Regions from separate parts of the Mus musculus genome. Here all the other regions are linked to region 2. A link is a contact called in public promoter capture Hi-C data. All regions are on one chromosome and are shown on one strand. Each heading gives the region's core, a stretch centred on a gene start, on an enhancer-like site or on the middle of the called end of the contact. The rest is flanking DNA. Distances are from core to core; before and after follow the strand shown. Region 1 holds the start of Dld (dihydrolipoamide dehydrogenase). Region 2 holds the start of Hbp1 (high mobility group box transcription factor 1). Region 3 has its middle 25 kb from the start of Dld.

The links. Promoter capture Hi-C pulls out the DNA fragments that hold promoters and counts their contacts.
Region 1: a promoter capture Hi-C map of liver shows a contact between it and region 2, with 8 times the contacts expected there. The contact joins the promoter of Dld here to the promoter of Hbp1 in region 2. A contact is called at or near these places in 21 of 39 promoter capture datasets (the 3T3-L1 cell line, 3T3-L1-derived adipocytes, the C10 cell line and 13 more), 5 of 484 Hi-C or Micro-C datasets (B cells, CD4 T cells, CD8 T cells and 1 more), 8 of 115 datasets of contacts at active chromatin or transcription factors (astrocytes, bone marrow-derived macrophages, effector CD8 T cells and 5 more) and 3 of 9 other capture datasets (adipose tissue, embryonic stem cells and liver).
Region 3: a promoter capture Hi-C map of second pharyngeal arch cranial neural crest shows a contact between it and region 2, with 4 times the contacts expected there. The contact joins the enhancer-like site here to the promoter of Hbp1 in region 2. A contact is called at or near these places in 15 of 39 promoter capture datasets (the 3T3-L1 cell line, 3T3-L1-derived adipocytes, the C10 cell line and 10 more), 3 of 484 Hi-C or Micro-C datasets (the N1E-115 cell line, ganglionic eminence and uterus), 12 of 115 datasets of contacts at active chromatin or transcription factors (astrocytes, embryonic hindbrain, embryonic limb bud and 9 more) and 1 of 9 other capture datasets (adipose tissue).

What each region holds. Positions count from the first base shown.
Region 1 is chr12:31,350,183-31,352,882 of GRCm38.p6, reverse strand. It overlaps Dld (dihydrolipoamide dehydrogenase), which reads left to right and starts at 1,412. Exons shown (of 14, transcript NM_007861.5): 1 at 1,412-1,582. The coding sequence starts at 1,544.
Region 2 is chr12:31,948,844-31,951,543 of GRCm38.p6, reverse strand. It overlaps Hbp1 (high mobility group box transcription factor 1), which reads left to right and starts at 1,299. Exons shown (of 11, transcript NM_153198.3): 1 at 1,299-1,348. The coding sequence starts at 1,334.
Region 3 is chr12:31,375,147-31,377,846 of GRCm38.p6, reverse strand. No RefSeq gene overlaps it. Among named protein-coding and RNA genes, the nearest start is that of Dld, 25 kb to the right of the region's middle. Within about 2 kb of position 1,361, at least 52 of the 459 cell types and tissues checked have an H3K27ac peak or open chromatin away from gene starts, as enhancers often do. A contact at or near this core is called in the N1E-115 cell line, embryonic limb bud, second pharyngeal arch cranial neural crest and 1 more, where this site is marked.

The sequences.
Region 1 (2,700 bases), core at 163-2,662, 600 kb after region 2:
TGGTCGAGTTGGATGCAACAATAAATGGAGATCATTGACCAGTATTTGATCATACGTCTACCTTTAGCTGTATGGGACCCGGAAAAGACAATGCTATTCTGAATACCCATCTGTCCAGCTGAACAATCTCTTATCTTATGAAAGGGGAAAACAAGGGCTTAAGATGTAACTCAGGTGAAGAATGCTTGCCTGGTATACTAGAAGCTCTGGGTTCCGTTCCCAGCAATCAGCAACACATGGTGGTGGGCACCTGTAATCCCAGCACTCAGGAGATGAAGGCAAGAGGACTATAAATTCAAGGTCATTCTAAGCTCTATATTGAGTTTGAAGCCAGTCTGGGACACATGAGACACTCTCTCAAGAAACCAAAAAGGGGTTGTGGTGGTGATTAATATTTGGTAACAGCTAGCTTTCGTCATAACATTAAAAAATCATTTATTCATGTCTTTTTCCTTCTAAATGGGCATAGATAGGTAAGAAGTAATATTCATCTAATCCCTAACTCTATGGAGTTCAGTACAGTGCCTGGGCTGTAAACTTTTGAGAAGTATAGAGTTAAGGTTTAAACTAGAGACTGTTATTACAAAGTGGTATCAGACCTTAAATCTCTGTGCTCAATTTTTTTTTTTTTTTTGTTTTTGTTTTTGTTTTTCGAGATAGGGAGCTCTGGCTGTCCTGGAACTCACTCTGTAGACCAGGCTGGCCTGGCCTCGAACTGAGAAATCTGCCTGCCTCTGCCTCCCGAGTGCTGGGATTAAAGGCGTAGCCCACCACGCCAGGCTCTGTGCTCAATCTTATAGACAACAGTTAGCAATCTTTTAGGTGCACTCTCAATGAAAACCTAACACCTCACCCACCATCCCAACCCTTCTAGTTTCTTCTACAAGGGAGGCGTGCTTTCAAAATACAAAAATAGAAGGGAGCTTGTTTTCTATACTTTTTGTTAGCGCAGTTTTCAGAACAGGATGTTGGTGAAGAAAGGTTCAAGCCTATCCTTTCCATTGCCTTCGAGAACAGAGATTGTAAACCAGCCGTTAAAATCAAAGCCTTTGTTCGTAGAGCTGCAGTTACCTCTCCTTTGCTTTCTTTAACCTCTCAGGGCTCCATCCAGAAAATGCAAACAGTTCATACGGTTTTTGTAAAGCTAGATAAAGCCTACTGCCCACGAATATCTAGCACAACCATAAGCTTGTCAAGTTGTCAAACTTTTCTTCCTTTCCTATTTAAACTTTACTTTCTGTGGGCTTTACTGAAGAAACAACATTTTTATTTATCTAGTTCGTCTTTCAAGGATAATTTGCAACTCTACTCCAGTCATTTGAGCAACAGTTCTCCAATTCCCCAGCTGCCACAAAGCGCAGCGCCCTTCACGACAGCGCACGACGAAGCGACCGGAAAGCCTCTGCCTTTCGGGCCAATCGCGCTGCTCCTCGGCGATGACGTATATGTTGCGCAGGCGCAGGGTGGGGAGACCTTGGATAAGTCTTACCAGGCGTTCAGCGGAGGTGAAAACCCCTGGTTGGAGGGACGGGACCGAGGGACGATGCAGAGCTGGAGTCGTGTGTACCGCTCCTTGGCCAAGGTGAGGGCGGCCCGCGAGGGGATGATGCTGGACCACAGGCACTTAGACGCCCGCTGTGGGCCCGGACGCGGCCTGCCGCCGGGAACCGCCGCGGCCCCGCCTCTATGCCGGCTCGGTGCGGCCTCCCGAGGCAGCGGGGAGCGCGAGCCCGGGCTCGGGAGGGCCCTGCTGCGGAATGACTGCCCGCAGCCCCACACGACCCGGACGCTGGTCCAGGGGCCTGGGCCCTCCCCCAGTTTCGGGGAGGAGTAAATGACCCTTGCCACGCGCGGCCTGCCCCTTCCTACCTTTCGCCTCATCCTAATGACCCGGGGGGTGGCCTACTCTCCTACGGCGGGGAAGTAACCTTGAGGCCCGACTGGCCCAGACGTGGTCAGCTCCAACACACCGTCCCGCGAGTTCCTCCTCCAAGGATCTGTTTTCATTCACGTCTCTAAACTAGTGCACCCTGCCATCAGTCAGGCCCTGGGGCTTATAGTTTTAATTGCAGCGGTTTGTCGTCCAAACAACTTTCCCATTTCACCTGCCAATTGACAGCTGCCAAATTGAATGTATGAGGCCTAGTGGCAGGGTAGCAGGATAACTTTAGGGACAATACAGAAATGAGACTCTTCACGGCTGAGCCGTCTGTGTCTTTAAAAGTTAATGTAACACGCAAAATGTCACTGTTTTAGGGAGAAGGTGAGCCGCGTCTCTCAGTACAGACAGTTCTTTGTTCCTCTTTGGTTGGCATATCTTGATCTCAGGTGCAGAAGTTGTCTTCAAGTAAAAAACCTTGCTGCATCAGAGTATATTGTCGCTGCTGTCCATTGCTTACTCGCTGTGATAGGAGCTGGAAGTGTGCTTTCTTTATGTGGCCCTGGCCTTAGGAAATGGTAGTCACACTGCTTAGAGAGTGTGAGATTATGATGCAATTTGTGGGACTTCCAGAATGTGAGGCCACTCCGTTGTTGGTACATTTTCCTAGTCCAGTTGGTGGCTTAAGAACATCTTTATAGATCTTATAAGTGATTACAGACTGTTAAGTAGATTTGTTAGGAAGCAGAATGACAGATGAAATGAATATCATTGAAATACTTAAATACCTGAATTCAAAGTTTTGGGATTTTAATTAGAAT
Region 2 (2,700 bases), core at 50-2,549:
AAAAAGCTCAATAATGCCTATAGTAATGCTTATAATGTGAATAGTAAAAATGCCAATTACAGACTGACTGCACCCAGATGCTATGAGCAACCTCCTTTAAAAGGAAGCAACTAACACAGAAAAGCCATTCCCCACTTTTGGTAACTCCCTTAGAAAAATCAGGAGGAACTTCTAGTAGAAACAGAGTGGAAAGGCAGTTTTCTGTCTGAACGCTTAGGGAGGGAGAGACAGTTAAAAATATTCACCAAAGACACAAGTAACCTAGCAACTAACTTCGGACAAATACAGTCTATCTACACTCCTCTGTATTAATTTAAAAGAAAATGTAGGCCAATAAGGAAACATCGCTTCGAATGCCTCAAATTCAAAGCAATAGTCCAGTACTCTAAACAGCTGTATAAATTCTTGAGTCCGATACTGTCTCATTCTTAAACCCTACAGTACATGGCACTTGGCTGTGTCTCAACTAATTCTGGTCAAACTGGACACTGGTAAATCTTCCCCAGTTGTTGTTGGCGGCGTATTGAGTCAAGGGCTGGTTAAGTTTAAAAAAAAAAAAAAAAAAAAATCTGTCTAGCTCATCTGCTAAGGGAGGGCAGTACTGAATCAACTTTTGTAATCCCCAACGTGCTTGGGCCGTGATTTGTAAGTGATCAAGTCCCTGGCTAGCCTGCACTGCTTCCGCTTGTGCAGTCATCTTCTTCCCCTCGCACTAAAACAATACCTTGGCCACCAGCCAAACTTTGAGCAGCAAGCGACTCTGCTGTTTATGGCCTGGAATGGGTGCTGAAATACCCAACCAAGGACGCTCTAGGCCCTCTGGGAGGCCTAAAGGAAGAGAGGTGGCCCTGGCTTTAAAACACTCCTATCCTCCGCCCCCTCCCTTTTGTCTCAGACACCAAAACAAACGAGCTGATACACGTGTCCCTATGACTCTTGTTTACTATCAAGACTGCGTTGTGCGCGTACCTCTGGGATATGTAGTTCAGTCAGCTCCTCCCCCCCGGTAATTTCCTCAGCTAAGGAGCAAGGCTGAGACTACTAACCCACAATCCACTTCGATAGCAAAGTTTGGCTCCCGTCCCCCGTGTCTCGGCAGCAATCCAATCCAAAGCGCTTTCTGTAGTGATTGACAAGCCACCTTCTCCAGTAAACACAAGAGAAAAGTCAATACATGCCCGCCCACCGAGACGGACTACGGCACTTTCCAATGGAAAGGCGGAACCTTAGAGTGGCAGTTCTTCAGACCAATTAAAGACGAGAAAGGTGGACGAAGGCTCAGCCCCCCGGGGGCTTCAGGGGAGGGGGAAGACGAAGCTTGAAAGACTTGGTAATGGCGACGGGTTTGGTAAGTAGGAAAGTTTCGGCTGAGGAGTAAACGCGGCGGTGGGAGTCGCGGCGCGCCACAGAGAGGTGGGCAGCCGTCGGGAAACGCGCAGGCAAGCAGCTGGCGACGCTGTCGCGACAGACGGCCTGCGTCCTGACTCTGTGTGGTCGCGGGGTTTCTGAGGGGTGGGGGGTGGGCAAGGGAGGGGCTGGAGCTTCGGGGCCGGGCAGCGGCCGCGAGAGCGGAGACCCTTGGGACTCTGGGCACTGGATCCCCTGCGCGGAACCCGCCGTCCGGGCCTCCCGGGAGCTCTCCGAGCCTGGACGGCCGCGGCTCCCAGGACTCGGGGTGGTGGGGGTGGCGGAGCTCGGGGCTCGGTGGCGCTCGCGGTGGGGGCCGGCGGGGAAGGGGCCGGGGCAGGGGAGGGGCCTGGCGCTCCGGAGGGCTCCGGAAAGTTTGCCTCGCCACTCCCCGCTGCGGGGGCCGAGGGCGGACGCCGGCCGCGAGCTCCAGCGGGCCGGGGGCTCCGGGGAGGCGAAGCTGCCTCCGGGGCCCGGGCCGGGCGGGGGAGCTCGCGGAGCCGTCGGGCCCGGGGCTCATTGTTACGCAGTTCGAATGAATGGGCTCCGAGGCGCCTGCGCGGTGCGCGGTGGGGCTGCGCTAAGGGGGAAAAACAAGCCTGGCGTCCAGGCTGCGGTCACATGATGGGGGGGAGGGGAGGAAGCGATGAATGGCGAAAGAGGTGGGGGTGGACTTGGCCGGCTCCGGGAGGCGCTGCTCGGCCTGACCCGGCGACTAGGCCCGCGGGCGAGGCCCGGCTCCTCCCTCTGCAGGCCGATTTAAACAAAACAAAAAGGAGTTGGGGCGCAGCCGGCTTCCCGAGCCTCGCTTTCGCGTGCTCCCGGCGCTGAGCGCTCCGGAGTTCACTCCCTGGGACTTCTCAGCCGGCGAAGGCACTGACAGCTGGGCGGGACACGGTTCCTGGCACTTTGTACCTGCTGGGGGGGACTCAGTTGGGCTTAAGGGAGCTTTATTCTCTAGGGAGAGGGGCGGGGGTTTAGGATGGGTTACAGTCGAAGAATGATTTTAGCAATTATAAATACTTAAGTAGTTACAGCGGTGATTTGGAGCCGTAATTTTGTGTTTTGGTTCCGGTGTTTCACCTCTCCCTTTAACCCCAGCTTTGTCGAACCAAGAGTATTGGGGGAAGTGGAGTTACATTGAAAAAAGAAAACTTAAGACAAGTTTTCGAGATACCTTAGGCTTTTGAACATTACTTCAACTCGACTAGTAAATTTCAGAACCTTTTTAAATTTTTTTCTATTATAGCTCCCAGTTTAGTTTTATAAACCTATTTATCTTTTCTTCCTGGG
Region 3 (2,700 bases), core at 112-2,611, 570 kb after region 2:
CATAACAAGGATTAGACAAGCCCACTAAAGCGGACTGACACTCAGAAGGCAGAATTAGGAAACAAAAGACAGTAGGTAGCTCAGGGGACAGGGCTTTATGTATGAAACCAGTGGTCATCTGAGAAAGAGGGCAGGTTTCAAGGAGGCAAAACACATAGGACTGGCTGGCTTGGAGAAGAGTTGTGGGAAATAAGGGCAGTGGTTAAGGTACACCAGGGACAAGGGTAACTATTCCCATCACTGAGCTTGAAGAAACTTGAGAAGAACTGGCTATCAATAGAAAACGGAGGAGGAAGATGAATGCAATGGGTACACGGAGGAGGAAAAAGAGCTCTGCCCGTGTGGCGTGCTTATTCTCCCGCACACAGATACCCACAAAGCAATGCGCTTCGGGTGCTTCGCTACAAAGGAGACTGGCTTCGTGGCCCTGCATCCAAACACGCCACTGTTGTGGGAGGAGCTGCTTTGAGTGGAGCAGTGGCTGAGCATTCTGGGAGATCAGGAAGTGCATCCACAGCAGATGAGGTGGAGACTCTTGCCTGGTGAGCTCCAGAGCCCGAGGGTTTCATGAAGTCATATTGTGGGTAGGACAAAGAAGTGACAAGAGACGCTTTGGGAGTACCCTCATCCACTAAGAGAATACACAAACGGCTTGTGAGCCTCAACCCAGACACCTGCCCCCACTGTGTCGACTCTTCTAGTCTTTCCTAAGTCTAAGGATCCCGAGCCAGGAAGCTGAGAACATGCTCAGTTTTCTCTTATTTACTCCCTAGTGCCTCAAGCACTGACCTTTACCTTGCGTGGTCGAATGGTCGAATGGTCGCACAGTCTCTTCTCCGATTTCATAGATGTTAATATAGTTCAAACACTCAACACTCTGATTTAGGTACTTCAAGAATTCATCCTTTTAAGATAAGAGAAACTCTGAAAAGCAATCCTCTTGAGGGAAAGAGATAAGGAAATACTCTTTCTTGTTGATCCCAAGCCAGAGAAACAGGCAGAGCGAACATTCCAGGGCTACCCAAGACAATCAAACAACCACAGGATGCCCGCTTCTTTCTTTGAGCAAACCTTAGCTGATCTATTTATCACCAAATAGCATGTTAATGTATCCTTGCCACTTAGCTTTCATCCATTTGAACAGTAATTTCCTTATTTATGCATGTGTGTATGCAGGCGCATGTGTGTGGGGGGGTGTATAGGGAAGCCAGAGGTTGGTGTCAAATGTCTTCTTCAGGAAGGGACGGGAATCTCTCGCTGAACCTACAACTCGTTTGTTTTGCTTATTTTGGCGGGACAGGGAGCTCCCTCTACCTCCCTATGCTGGGATTACGGTGTGTGCTGCGGTAGTGAGGTTTATTTACAAGGATGCTGGAGATTGAAACTGAGGTCCCCACGCCTGCCGGGCAAGCCCTTTACCAGCTAAGCCTTTTCCCAGCCTTGCTGCCTCTGTTTTTAACTATTTGTTTCCCAGCCTCGCTTCCTCTGTTTTTAACTATTTCTTTCCCAGCCTCGCTTCCTCTGTTTTTAACTATTTCTTTCCTAGCCTCGCTCCCTCTGTTTTTAACTATTTGTTTCCCAGCCTCGCTTCCTGTTTTTAACTATTTGTTTCCCAGCCTCGCTCCCTCTGTTTTTAACTATTTGTTTGCCACTCCATCAATGCCAAGGTGTACTAGTCAGAAGTCTTTTTGTTGCAGCTAATAGAGATTCCACGCCCACCCCCACCCCCCAATTTTTTTGTGTGCAAAACAATATATGTTAGCTAGTTAGACCTGAAGCATGCAGGGGTAGAGCCAAGCACAAGCATGGCTTCCTTGAGGACTCTGAGTCATTCCGAAGCTGCTTCTTTATTTTGATTGGCTCTAAATTCCTTTTTATTTGATCTATTCTAATGTACTTGGAGTAAAACAGTGCAATGTCTTATCTCTGTGTCCACTTGAGCATCTAAAGTCTTCATCTCTTTCTCCTCCTCCTCCTTCTCCTCTCCCTCCTCCTCCTCCTCTTCCTTCTCCTCCCCCCTCCTTCCTGTGATGTAAGTCTGTGAACTAACGACTGTGGCCACGCTTGAGTATCAAGCCCTACCCATGTAAGGGTCCATGACTCACCAAAGAATCATACCCCAGACTCAAATAGTATGCAAAAGCAGAGAGTGTTTTATTCTGCAGACATCTGCATGCTGGGGTCTACCATCTACCATGATGGAGGTGCCCCAGTAAGCTTCCAGTCCAGACTTAAAGCATATTAGGGGAATTCTGGGGAGGGGTAGGTGACCTCTATCTTAATCGTTGGCTCTATCTCTAGAGACATTCCAGAACCCATTGCTGGGGTGGGGGTGGGGGACTGGAAACTGTTGCTGAGGAAGTCTGGAAACTGCGGCTGACCCTTTGTCCTTGCCTCAGGCCAGGGGGCAGGGCCTGGACTTGCCCAGACTTGCCCAGTTCGTAGTAACAAAGATTTAGGCCTAGTCTCCTGAACTGCCAATTTGAAGCCTGTCAAGAAGTCAGCCTACCTCATCCGTAGTTTTCAGAGCAGAGATGTCCAATACAGATAAATTGATAGCCACTGACGTGCAGACAGATAAAGGCAACATATATAAATTATATTCTAACAGTCATGTGTTTTTTTAAAAAGTAAAAAAGGAACGGGGTCTTGGGTGTGTTTTCACACATGTAATCACTACACAGCGTTTGGGAGGCTTAG